Linked DNA regions of Mus musculus: region 1 is linked to region 2. A link is a contact called in public HiChIP or PLAC-seq data. All regions are on one chromosome and are shown on one strand. The core of a region is the stretch at or near the end of the contact, and the rest is flanking DNA. Distances in the headings are between cores, read along the strand shown. Region 1 holds the start of B230216N24Rik (RIKEN cDNA B230216N24 gene). Region 2 overlaps Pam (peptidylglycine alpha-amidating monooxygenase).

The links. HiChIP or PLAC-seq counts read pairs in DNA pulled down with a chosen protein or histone mark.
Region 1: a FOXA1 HiChIP or PLAC-seq map of pancreatic cancer cells shows a contact between it and region 2. The contact joins the promoter of B230216N24Rik here to the enhancer-like site in region 2. A contact is called at or near these places in 3 of 39 promoter capture datasets (the 3T3-L1 cell line, cranial neural crest and neural stem cells), 2 of 484 Hi-C or Micro-C datasets (the N1E-115 cell line and nephron progenitors), 1 of 115 datasets of contacts at active chromatin or transcription factors (pancreatic cancer cells) and 3 of 9 other capture datasets (adipose tissue, liver and pancreatic islet).

The regions. Positions count from the first base shown.
Region 1 is chr1:98,046,165-98,049,643 of GRCm38.p6, forward strand. B230216N24Rik (RIKEN cDNA B230216N24 gene) reads right to left here and starts at 1,629. Exons shown (of 3, transcript NR_037993.1): 1 at 1,538-1,629. The region is part of intron 1 of Pam (peptidylglycine alpha-amidating monooxygenase); the gene reads right to left.
Region 2 is chr1:97,870,957-97,874,654 of GRCm38.p6, forward strand. The region is part of intron 14 of Pam (peptidylglycine alpha-amidating monooxygenase); the gene reads right to left. Among named protein-coding and RNA genes, the nearest start is that of Gm31771, 38 kb to the right of the region's middle. Within about 2 kb of position 1,750, at least 34 of the 459 cell types and tissues checked have an H3K27ac peak or open chromatin away from gene starts, as enhancers often do. A contact at or near this core is called in pancreatic cancer cells and pancreatic islet, where this site is marked.

The sequences.
Region 1 (3,479 bases), core at 379-2,878, 180 kb after region 2:
TATATTTTAAACTGTGAATTCAGTTAGCTAATGAATTAGGTTGTATTGCTGCAAACATGAGCAGAAAAAAATAAGATAAAATTTAGCATGAAGCGTATTAGTTTTATTTCTAACACAAGCATTATGAGTGTATTTCAATAAGAGATTTTACAAGTATGGTATCAGTTTAGGTTGAGTCAATTTCTTCAACATTTACTCTACTGTAATGTAGATGAATTTGCTTCTACTTATGAGAATCAGTTTCTAATAGCAATTAATGAATAACTTATTAAACACAAGGGCAAGTATAATTTAACACTGTTTTAATATAGTTTCAAGACTGGGAAAATTCAAAGAATAAACACTTATGATACATATGACACATCCTTCAGTTCCAAGGAGCTGAATGTAACTTTTAGTATGGCTTTATACTCTTACAACCATTATTTCTTACTTACTCTTTATAGAAACCTACATCTAGCATTAATGTTCCATTAACATAATTTCCCAGAAACAAATTATATAGACCATATTCCACGGTATTCTAAAAATACAAGACTCTAGAAATAAACAGTCTAAACCACTTCTTGTCCCTGTCAACTAAGCCATGCGCCTGACTTCTATACAGAACAAAGGTTCAGCTTCCTGAAGGATGGGTAGTCTCTGTACGAGCCATTCTCAAGCCCCTGTCCTCTCGCGAAGCTATTTACTAACAGTTAGAAATCACCCTTTTCTACTCTCCTTAAAGCTCACTACCAGATGTACTGAAATTGTTTACTGGGGATCCAGGGAAGGAACCACAGGCAGAATGCGTGGTGTGGTGATGGAGAAGAGAGGTCTATGGATTTCTTGATGAGACAGTTTGGGGGAGAAAAGCTGAAACAGAAAACTAACTTCCAGAAGGGACTCTTCACTCATAGCTCTCCCCCTGACACCATAAGAGACTGCACAGTCCTCTTTGCAGAGATGTGAAGACAAATGCTCAGCCTCAGGAAGGGAGGCATACGTAAGTATTTCATCAAGCACCAAGTTCACTCCTCTGCAATATTAGAAACATATGGAAGTAGGATTGAAGTATGCAATTATGACTGTCAGTAGACACTGAACTTCCGACAATACCTTCCCATATCCTGTTATTATCACTTAAGATGGATAAAATATCAGTAAAAAAATGTATAATTCACATACTTTCTAAGAGCCTTAGCTGCCCTATGACACCTGTAAAAAATATGTTAAGTTTTTTTTTTTTTTATGGAATGCAAACAGTTTAAAAGGAAAGCTATAGTGTGCATGCTGGTTTCGCTTATCAGGGGGTAAGAGGTATTACATTGTGCATTCACAGTGATTTTTATAAGCCCACCCCTACATGTGAACACACATATGCACACATACACATAATATATAGGAAAATTTTAGCCAATCCCCGACAACAGATTTATAGCTTGTTCCTATATATTATGTTTCAGTTAGAAGTATATTTTAGAACACAAGAAACCTAAAGCAAAATAATAGAGACATTTGGTAATTCTTATAATAGTATATTAAACAAAGCACTTACCCTCCATTGCTAATCACACTGGCAGGAGAGCAACAGGAGAGGGGCTTTATTGTGGGATGAATCATCCCCACGTAGATGCTCTGAGCAACCCGTGTATGCATACTGACATCATCAGGAGAGACTTGGAGGCAGAGGCTACTATGGTAACGGAGCAATGTGCTGGGAGACAGCCGCCTTTAATTGCTTTAACAACTTCCTGGGGCTCAAGCGACCAGGCTTGGATTTGCTAAGTAGGAAAGGAAGGTTGTCACAGAGGCAGCAACTGTGACGCAGAGCAGAAGAACTCAGTGAATTCTGGAATTACTAATTTCAGCATGACTTCTTAATGGCAAATGTCATTACACCGTTCCATTGGCAACATCCTTTTCACACACAGAGCTCTAAGGAAGGCATAGGTCAATACCCAATGCTCCGAGGTAACAGAAGTCTAGCTTCATATATAATTCTCTCACTTAACAAGCATTAATATTATTGCATTACAAATATCCTTTTCCTTGAGAGTGAATGCTTGATTCACTTTGAAAAGAAAGCCCACATCTGTGCCTTAGGATGTCTGCATGCTGATAACAATGACAACTGATTCTTTCTATTTATTTCTCTGGAAGGTGGCAGCTGTGGGTCCATTAATCTCTGAGCTCCACTAAATCCTTGCCAACAGGTCACTTATGCAGAAAACACCTCCAGGGAAATGGCTAGTTATTACACCCTGATAAAATCAGCCAGGAAAGCAGGACTTGATGCTACAGTTTTCTTGGTGAAGTCGTCTGTGTCAAAGGCAGAATAAATTCTATTGTAATGATGCCCTTCCCTGGAAAGCCACACAGAACATAAAGCTTTCCTTTGAACTCTTTGTTCTTCCTTGCCTCTGCCACCCATGCTGAAGAGAACACAAGCCCTTTTAACAACACCAGGTTTAGAGTAATTGCTGAAAATAACCATGTGCCAGCGTCAAACTGAGGCTATAATGATATCCTCTGCTTATCTGATCGGTTGCAACACTTTAATAAGTATATAATTTATCATCTGTAGTATGAAAACTATTGTTTTCTCTCCCGTGCATATTTGATTGACATGTTTTTCAACAATACCGGGATCTAATTTTTATTGTAACTACTGCAATTGTAAGGATAAGCAAGAAAGTGGGCAGGTCTTCCTTAAGACAGTCACAGCACAATATAAACTGAAGGTTGTCACTCTGTACTATATACTTAGATCTTAGCTCTTTCAAAGGCACTATTATTATCTCTATTTCAATTTAGATGATGCCACGCCTGCCTCTTAATGTTTCCTTTGTAAGTAAACAGTTTACAAATGTCTAACCAGACCAGTGGCTTCAAAAACAGTAAATGGAATAGAACAGTACCAATTTCCAATCTGAAAAAAATATAGAGGTTTTTTTTGAACCTAATTGACAAGTTGGGGGGTTCTCACTCCTGTAGAGCTTGAGAAAAAATGAGAGCAGAATTGTAACATGTAGTCTCAGGAAAACATAGCATGCCATTAAGTCAGTTAACGAGAGAGAGCTTTCCAATCAAGCTTCCGTTCTTTCATCTGTGCTTTCTGAGATCCTGTTTGAAAAGCAAAACAGACCAAGTTCAGCAAGATGGTAGGTAAGCAGGAGTACTACTGAGAGCCAAGGAGATGGCTGGTCAAGTCTGTTGCTTGATACTGAGCTCTGACAACCTGAGCATCCCAGACCTGTATGGTGGAAGGAGAGAGCCAACTCCTGAAAACTGTTATCTTGCTTCCTTGCTTTCACATGCATGCTATAGCATGCACACGTGCTCATGTGCATGTACACACCATATACACTAAGTATAAAAAACATATTGCTCTACACATATGGCATGATTTAAAAAAAAAAAACCCACAACAACAACATCTGTTGGATTGAGGATATAGCTGATAGGTAGAATGCTTGTGTAATATTCATGAGGGCCTC
Region 2 (3,698 bases), core at 500-2,999:
TGCTGGTGAGGATGTGGAGAAAGAGGAACACTCCTCCATTGTTGGTGGGATTGCAGGCTTGTACAACCACTCTGGAAATCCGTCTGGCGGTTCCTCAGAAAATTGGACATAGTACTACCGGAGGATCCAGCAATACCTCTCCTGGGCATATATCCAGAAGATGCCCCAACTGGTAGGAAGGACACATGCTCCACTATGTTCATAGCAGCATTATTTATAATAGCCAGAAGCTGGAAAGAACCCAGATGCCCCTCAACAGAGGAATGGATACAGAAAATGTGGTACATCTACACAATGGAGTACTACTCAGCTATTAAAAAGAATGAATTTATGAAATTCCTAGCCAAATGGATGGACCTGGAGGGCATCATCCTGAGTGAGGTAACACATTCACAAAGGAACTCACACAATATGTACTCACTGATAAGTGGATATTAGCCCAAAACCTAGGATACCCAAGATATAAGATACAATTTCCTAAACACATGAAACTCAAGAAAAATGAAGACTGAAGTGTGGACACTATGCCCCTCCTTAGAAGTGGGAACAAAACACCCTTGGAAGGAGTTACAGAGACAAAGTTTGGAGCTGAGATTAAAGGGTGGACCATGTAGAGACTGCCTTATCCAGGGATCCACCCCATAATCAGCATCCAAACGCTGACACCATTGTATACACTAGCAAGATTTTATCGAAAGGACCCAGATGTAGCTGTCTCTTGTGAGACTATGCCGGGGCCTAGCAAACACAGAAGTGGATGCCCACAGTCAGCTAATGGATGGATCACAGGGCTCCCAATGGAGGAGCTAGAGAAAGTACCCAAGGAGCTAAAGGGATCTGCAACCCTATAGGTGGATCAACATTAAGAAATAACCAGTACCCCGGAGCTCTTGACTCTAGCTGCATATGTATCAAAAGATGGCCTAGTCGGCCATCACTGGAAAGAGAGGCCCTTTGGACACACAAACTTTATATGCCCCAGAACAGGGGAACGCCAGGGCCAAAAAGGGGGAGTGGGCGGGTAGGGGAGTGGGGGTGGGTGGGTATGGGGGACTTTTGGTATAGCATTGGAAATGTAAATGAGCTAAATACCTAATAAAAAATGGAAAGAAAAAAAAAAAAAAAAGGGGATACAAAGTCTTTCCAAACTTAGGCAAACACATTTGACATAGTTACAAATAATCTTGGCTCAACAATTCAAAGTAGGTTTGCAATTCTTACCCATGAAATCAACCTATCCCAGGTGAAATTTTCAACCAGAAAACAGTTACTAAACAATGGGGCAATTTCTTTAACGGAAACAAAGCAAACAATGACTCAACCAAACTGGTTAGGTCACAGACACTCTCTGCCTTCCAGAAGAAGTTAATCTGTTTCAGCTAAAGTCTTTTGTCTCACAAAGTATAAACAGTTCATTGTGCTCCTGCAATGGGACACTTCACATAGAAAATAAAATACAATGTTATTTCAAGAACAGATAGAACGCATAATTTCAAATCAGAATCAATGACATCAGGAGGAAGAGACTGAGTACTTTGCACAGACCTTCAGCCTCACCAGAGTCTAAAAGCTGTCCTAAGATACCAAATGCAGAATGCTGCCGTTCTGTTGAACTAGTCATTTAAAATCATCGTCCGGTTAGGAAGGCAAAATGTTAAAGCAACATGATAGGCTTGGTTGCACACTGGCCTCACTGAACTGTGAAAATACAGCTCCAGAGACCACTAGATGGCTGTCTCACTATCTCCCAAATCGTTATGAAAGACCTTGATCAGTCAATTGCTCTCTTCCTTTCTCTTTCTCTCCCCCTCTCTGGGCTGCTCCTGGATAGATGGGATCTTGAAACGGTAGCCATTTCTCTTAGACATGTTAAGATCTCAACTTGGGAAATAGGTCTGATGAGCATGTTAGAAGGGACAGGATATAAACAGAAGAAATTGGCTGGGACAATTTTCTCCTATTGTTCATACTTTTCTACTCTGCAGATTTTATTTTATTTTATTTTATTTTGCAGATGCTGTTTAACATAACCCCAATCGTCAGTGACTGCTATTTCCTCTCTAGCTGCTGGAGTCCTTTGCAGAATGCCGTGGCCTTTATCTAAACACTGAAGTGTTTCCCTTAAGCTTTCCTTTGCCATTTTCAGAATTTCTCATGTTGATCCACTTTCAATTGATTTGAATAAGAAAATGGGTCTAGTTTGATTTTTACATATTAGCAGATTTCCCAACACCATTTATTAAAGAGGCTTTGATGCATCTTTTTTGACACCCTTGTGTAAAAAGGTGGCTGTTTAAGAGGGGATAGGGCTGGGGAGATAGAAGGAGGGCAAACATTGATGGGGAGGGCTAATCAAAACTAAGGACACATGGAAAGGCTGTATAGAAATTCAGTACTTTGTAAACTAAGAAGCATAAATTTTAAAGGTGCTTGAAATGAGATACCACACATGGGCAGATGCTGCTGCTCCCAGAAGACATAGATTACTAAACAAAAATCCTAGAACAGGGTAAGAGATACATTCCCATGAACTGTTGGTCAGGCAGATTTTCAGAAGCCCTCCAAAGCAATAGATGCTCTTGCCCTGATCTTGGTTGTTCACCTATTGTTGAAGACACTATTCACTTTTATTATGTGGCATAGAACAATCAAGCTGTCACTGAGCTGGCACTAGCTTTCAGAGTGCCAGGAATCCTCCTTGGGCACTGGGAACTGGTGGAGTTGGTGGTGAATCTAGGATCCCTATGTGGAGAGGTGTGGTGAGATGGTGGGTGGAGCAGAAGGTGGTATGCAGGCTGCTGACGGAGCAAGGACATATCCACACTCACAGGTCAGTGATGCCTTCAGAGGGCAGTGGTTAATGCAGAGACTCACAACTGGCTAAAAGGCTGATAATTGTGACTGCTGAGTGTTCTCCATAAATGAGTCATCTGTAACACATGCTCAATGATTCAAAGGTCATTACCGAAGAGAAAAAAGATGGAATATGAGAGCCAGAGACTGGGGAGGGCTGCTTGAAATGGGAAGGATCTCCTGGTCATGACCACTGCATTCATGAACTCAGAGCAGCTGTGGCTACTGCCCAAGATTGAACCCTAACTGTTGACCTTGTTGGGGAGGGCTCATGAGGTTCCCATCTATAGATGAAAATCTATTGGCAGTTACTGGCATAGGGGCAGAGGGAGGAGGCGATTTCATTCTTCAGTGATGTAGCCATTGCTATGGTGGCCATGTTCCAGCTAGTAACACCACACCTATGGCCATGTCAACAACTCTAATAAGATTCAGTGGCTCTTTCAAAAAATCATGAGTAATGGAGGGTGAGGTGGAAAAAAAGAAGGGGTCCAAAGGAAGTGAGATGAAAGAAACTGGAGGAAATATGCTAAAGTAGATTGTATACACATATAAAGCTTTCAAGACATAGATTAAAAGCATTTAAATATTTATAGGTAGTTTGTTTTACTCTTGGGTTGTGTGATGGTTTGCACATGCTTAGCCTAGGAAGTGGCACTATTTGGAGGTGTAGCCTTGTTGGAGTAGGTGTGTCACTGTGGGCTTGGGCTTTAAGACCCTGTCCTAGCTTCCTAGAAACGAGTCTACCACTAGCAGCCTTCAGATGAAGATGCAGAACTCTCAGCTCTCTCTGCACCATGCCTGCCTGGATACTGCCATACTTCCACTTTGATGATAGTGGACTG